Regions from separate parts of the Mus musculus genome. Here region 1 is linked to region 2. Evidence: chromatin contacts called from public Hi-C data. All regions are on one chromosome and are shown on one strand. Each heading gives the region's core, a stretch centred on a gene start, on an enhancer-like site or on the middle of the called end of the contact. The rest is flanking DNA. Distances are from core to core; before and after follow the strand shown.

The links. A called contact is a pair of places that touch in the nucleus more often than the background predicts.
Region 1: a Hi-C map of cortical neurons shows a contact between it and region 2, with 2.2 times the contacts expected there. The contact joins the promoter of Cpxm2 here to the enhancer-like site in region 2. A contact is called at or near these places in 1 of 39 promoter capture datasets (hippocampal neurons), 3 of 484 Hi-C or Micro-C datasets (cerebral cortex and cortical neurons) and 2 of 9 other capture datasets (liver and pancreatic islet).

What each region holds. Positions count from the first base shown.
Region 1 is chr7:132,153,474-132,156,173 of GRCm38.p6, forward strand. It overlaps Cpxm2 (carboxypeptidase X 2 (M14 family)), which reads right to left and starts at 1,268. Exons shown (of 14, transcript NM_018867.5): 1 at 813-1,268. The coding sequence starts at 1,140.
Region 2 is chr7:132,077,017-132,079,716 of GRCm38.p6, forward strand. Cpxm2 (carboxypeptidase X 2 (M14 family)) reads right to left here. Exons shown (of 14, transcript NM_018867.5): 6 at 1,757-1,907. Among named protein-coding and RNA genes, the nearest start is that of Cpxm2, 76 kb to the right of the region's middle. Within about 2 kb of position 1,430, at least 2 of the 459 cell types and tissues checked have an H3K27ac peak or open chromatin away from gene starts, as enhancers often do. A contact at or near this core is called in cortical neurons, where this site is marked.

The DNA.
Region 1 (2,700 bases), core at 18-2,517, 76 kb after region 2:
GTGACCTGGCACGTGATTCCTTTCAGGCAAAGAAACGCAAAGGCCATAGAATTTGGTCACTGTCCTGCTGGCTTCCTGTGATTGAAATAGTGGGAACACAGCTCCTGCACTGAGCAATCACTATCTGAAACAGTTAAGAGAAAGCCCTCTTCACAGGTTTGGGATACAGGCTGGACTAGAAGAAAGTGAGGATGGATTTGAGATTGGCCCAAGGGATGGGTAGAGCATCCCAGGCTGCCAGGCACTCAGAGCTTTCCAGGGCTCCTGTAGTCTGCCCTTTCCAAGAAGGCAGAATCTTGGCTGCTACAGGGACCAAGAGTGATCCAAAGTCTGCAGCTGGGACTGTGCCATTCTGTGCATAGTGGATTTAAGGGCCCCACTGACTGGGGTGGAGGGAGCTGAGAAGGGCACTGTCTGAATAAAGGTCACTGACTGAATCTTGCCAAGGCCATCTGCCAAGTGACACCGGCCGGTCACATGCCCATTGATAAAATCGGTCTGAAAAAAACACTTCTAAAGATTGAATACATAAGCAGAGCAGGAAGAAGCAACAGATGCCTCCTTAGGCTGTGCCAGCGAGCATTGGGACACCGGGCCGCTCCCCAGGCAGCTTCCCAAAGAGCTCCATTCTGTTTCTGCCTGAGGGGGCAGGGAGAGAAAGCTGAACTTAGCTCAGATGTAGTCTCTAGGGAATAACACAGGCACCACAGGACTTTGGCTGGGCTCACTCAAGAAAACATACTGGAAGCCAGGTGTCCCCTGGAGTGCCACGATCGCTGGCGCCCCCTCGGGCTGCCCGATGCAAAAGTTACCTGGTGGAGGCGTCTCTGCAACTAACTTCTCCCTCTTGGGAGCCTTCTTGGGCTTGATGGCCTTCTTGGGAGTTCTGTGGCCCTGCTGGTGCGGCTCCTGCTGTTCCTGCTCCTCCACCCTAAGGTCTTCATGCATTGAAGGCGAGAAGAGCTCCGGCTCCGGCTCAGGCTCCGGATGCCCATAATAGCGCCCGCGCCGCCAGAGCTCCTGGCTGTAATAGTCAGGCTCCTCGAAGGCTGCGCCCTGGGCTCTGACTCCAGCCAGGGCCACCGCCACAAGTGCCAGGGCCAGCGCCAGCGCAGGGCAGGCGGTCCCCAGACGGGCCATGCCCGCTCTGCCCCGCACCCAGGGTAGGATCGGGTCCCCGGGAGCGGCAGGCGGGCTACAAATGACGACTACGGCGCGGGACAGGGGCGCGGGCGCTGCAGCGGGTGCAGATGGTGGGTGGGACAGGCCGGACGGGCGGGGCTGGGCCGGAGTGGGGCGGGCAGGGGCGCGCCCAGGAGAGGCTAGGCGCCGGCCGACCCACCCTCCCTCCTACCCGCCCAGGGCCTCTCCAGCAGGTGTTGAAGGCCACTAGAAGACTGTCACCAGCCTTCCTTGCATTTCTAGGAGGCCGATATTTTGTCCTCCTGGGCACCCCTTCTGCAGAGGTAAGGCATGGTGATCGTGGAGAGAACTATAGGGCTGTGTCTTCCATTCCTTCATTTTGCAGAACAAATCTGATTAAGACTGGCTAAGGTAATAACCAGCAGGCTGCCCTCCAGTCGTTTTGCCCCAGACCGTGGAGGAATCCCGGATTCCCTGGAGGAAGTTCCCTGGGAGCAGGGCCTAAGGGCCTGGGAACCCCTGCTGCCTACCGTCCAGAGTGTGGCTCTGTAGGAGAGAATAGAGCCAGCCGAAGACTACTATCTCACAAGTCACAAGAGGGCATTTGTCTCTTCCAGGAATCCAGGCTTCTCTGGAGAACCCTGGTGTCACCTTCCCTTTGATAAAGTGCCTTCCATCTTTACCCATCATGCCGTAGTTTTTTTTCTTAGTGGAGTGGAAAGAAGCCAGTGGCCCTAGCTTCTCTCTGGGCTCTGCACCAGTATTCTATGGCTCCTCTAACACATTGAGACAGGTTTAAAACAAGAGACTCGCTGACTCACAGGTTAAATGTCAGAGGCAGCAGCACCAAGGTGCGTGTAGTGGTGGCTGAGGGACTCATTTGTGGTGAGAGCTGGGGTTGGGGGTAGCTTTCATAGCCACTCAATGAATCGCTAAAGTCAGGTCCTGGCAGTGACTGTTTTGCAGCTTGCTTGCTGTGCTTTCTAGGGGCTGCCTCGGGTGCCCTGCATCTCAGAGTCAGAATTCACAGGTCAAATCCAAACTGTACCTTCAAATCACCCCTATTTTTTTCTATCTCCATCTAGCGGAGAATATACTCCACATTTAAGAGGCTCTGAGATGATCCAGAATTGGTCCCAACTGTCATCAGTCTACTCTGTACATTTAATTCATAAGTTCTAAAGATCCAGTAGAGTTGCCTCCAAGGGGCCACAGTGTCTGCCAGCCACAAAGACAACTAGTCCTTAAGTCTGTCAGTCTGTCCCTGAGGGCCTGGGATATGACCCAAGAATGCCTCTGAGATGAACCTGGGCATTGGGCTAAGGCCTCTGCATTTAGAGGGGAATCACAGGCCTGAGGCCCCCAATGTCAGATGTTAGCCAGCTCAGCTGTGACTTTTTGCCTCACTCCTATGTCCTCACTGTTGCTATCAGACCACCCAGCCGACCTTTGGATTGCAGTTTTAGAACTCCTAGGTGGAAGGGTATTGCGAGAGAAAACTGTAGCTGACACAGGGCCCGTGGCGGATGGCTAGAGGGCCTTGGATCTAGTTGTCAA
Region 2 (2,700 bases), core at 180-2,679:
CTCACACAAGGTGCCCTGTACCTTTTCCTAATGACACCTGAATTCTTGCCCACAGAGGAAAGCCATGGCCCCACCTTTTGCAGAAAAAAGTGGGGGAGTGCTAAGCAAGGGTCCTGGATGGGAGGAAAGAAGACAGATCCTCCTTACAGATGCTGACCAAGATTTGTTAGACATAGCTCCTCCCCTTCCTAGAATGCTATCTTAGCTCTCCAAGGTATACCATTCATATCCTAAGCACCATGAGCCCAGACATCTCTGTATAGCAGCAGGCTAGATGTAGGGCTGTAGCATGTTTCCTCACTCTTTGGAGGAAGAGAGTGCTTAGTTAGCTTTCTTATGCAGCTTAGGGAATGGTGCTGCCCACAGTGGGCAAGGCCCTCCTACATCAGTTAACAAGCAAGAAAACAGGCCAACTTCACCTGGGTAACCTCAAAGTGAACACTCTTTTCTGGTGGCTCTGATTGGCTGTCAAAGATAACCAGGACAGGTCCCAATAATTTTGTGATATGAAAAGAAAATTGCAAGCTAGTAAGTACAAACACGTGTAAATCACAAATTTGTGTGTGTGTATGTGTGTGTGTCTGCTATGAGAGTCATTATGTGGACAGACAGAGCTGACTTTCTCAGCCATGGTGGGTACATGATCTAAAAACCTACAGTTGGCAAAGCCAGCTTATGCATATTACAGGACTGCAAGAGAAACAGTCATGTGACATTAAACATGCTTTGAAAGCACAGCAAAGGAAGCTCGTGGCAGAGCTGGGGTGACTACCGAAACAGCAGCAGAGCTGGTGGTGGACTTGTCCTTGGCAGTGCTGAGCAGGCCTGGGGACCCACAGCCCATGATGCTCCAGCTTATTCTATGAGGCTGAGAGTGAGTAGACTCGGGAGAAATCTGGGTGAGGTGAACCATGCTTCTGGTCCTGCTCCTGATAACCTTGGCTGGGGGAAGACAAGAATGTGACATTCCTGCAGGCTCTGACAGATGCTAAGGGGTAGTAGGTTTGGGGCCAGCTGCTTTCCTAGCGCTGTCTGGTGAGGAGGAAGAAGCCCTTCTCATGGGTCTACAGTGACATAAGCCAATACCTTCTGAAAAGCCAGCCTATCGAACCTTTCGGAAGCAGACACTGGCAGCATTAGAAGGTGCATGGGAATTCCCACTTGTATGCAGAAGTTAGACCCAAATGCCACATCACATGACTATCAGGCCATAAGAATAGAAGGAGCTAGCAAGCATTCAGTGAAGACAGGCATCCAAGGGAAGTGCCCCAGACAGCCTCTCAAATGTTCATGGTCAAGTTTCTTCCACCTCCTGCCCTACCTCTGCACTCAATGCAGTAAGCATGCTGAGAACAGCTACATGTCTTGAGGGCAAACATTTCCTATAGCGCTGAGAACTGAACATTTGCATATCCTTCCCCACTAAGTTACATTCCTAGCTGACAGCTAGATGCTTTTTTTTTCTCACTTCTGAGAGACAGCCCCGAGTGATTCGTCAACCTTGACATACATAAACATCATCTTAAAATTACAACAGGCAAAAAACCACACTTGGCAAGACACTCAGTGCCACCAACATTCATGTTTCCAAATTGGGATTATGAAAAGTTGTTTTCCTTTTCTTTTTTGAATAACCTGTAGGTTAACAGTGGATACGGGGAAACGGTGGTGGCTCAGCTTATTTTGATTTATCTTTGGGAGGCAGCTGCCTCTCATTAGGAAACAGCTTTGCAGGAAGTGCAGGGGGCAAACTCACCCGGCAGTGGGCAGCCCAAGATCTCCATCCTCATGCAGATGCTCCCGTTATCAAACCAGGACTGAGGGTTTATGCGAATGTAGCGGGCCACCATGGGGACTGGCAGCTCATTGAGCACAGGAATCTCCTTCTCACTGTTTCCTTCAAATATCTATTGATGCTCAAGGGAAAGAGGAGGCTTTTTAAGATCTTCATTCTCAAAGGCAAGACAGCCAGCAATTCACTCATTCCTTGGGGTCCTATCAAGCAGTACTTATGCATGCTGGGAATGAAGGTAAAAGGAAGACATCACCCCTGTACTCTGCCCCAGGAAGCCCTGTATCTCTCAGCCTATCATGACGGCAAAAAAAAAAAAACAACAAAAAAACAAAAAAACAAAAACAAAAACAAAAACAAAAACTCTATATCTCAGGCTATTACAAGGAAGTAGACCAGCAGTGAGTTTCATAGGTAGAAGAGCAGCTGGCTCTCTTTTGCTAGTGCAAACAGGACTGTCGATGTAAGAATAAGCCAGAAGGTAGAAGGAGGGGGCTGCAGTCAGTGGATAAGATGCTGGATGCTACACTGGAAATAGCACTTGAGAATCTGAATTTGAGAGTAGCAAAAGCCACACACTGAAGCTAATTGTGCAAGGTGGCTAGAAAAGCTGGGGCTCTCGTGAATTACAGCTGCAAGGGTCCCCAGCTGCAGTGTGCTAACTTGAAAACCAGACCAGAGACTACATCTCAAAAGTACTTCCGTTGAAATATGTGCTGGTTTGAGTAGGAATGGCTCCCATAACTCATTATTAAGAGGTGTGGCCTTGGAGGAAGTGTGTCACTGTGGGGGTGGGCTTTGAGGTCTCAGAAGCTTAAGTCACCTCTCTGCTGCTGCCCGAGGATCAAGATGTAGAACTCTCAGCTCCTCCAGCACCATGTCTGCCTGCACAACTCCATGGTTCCCCA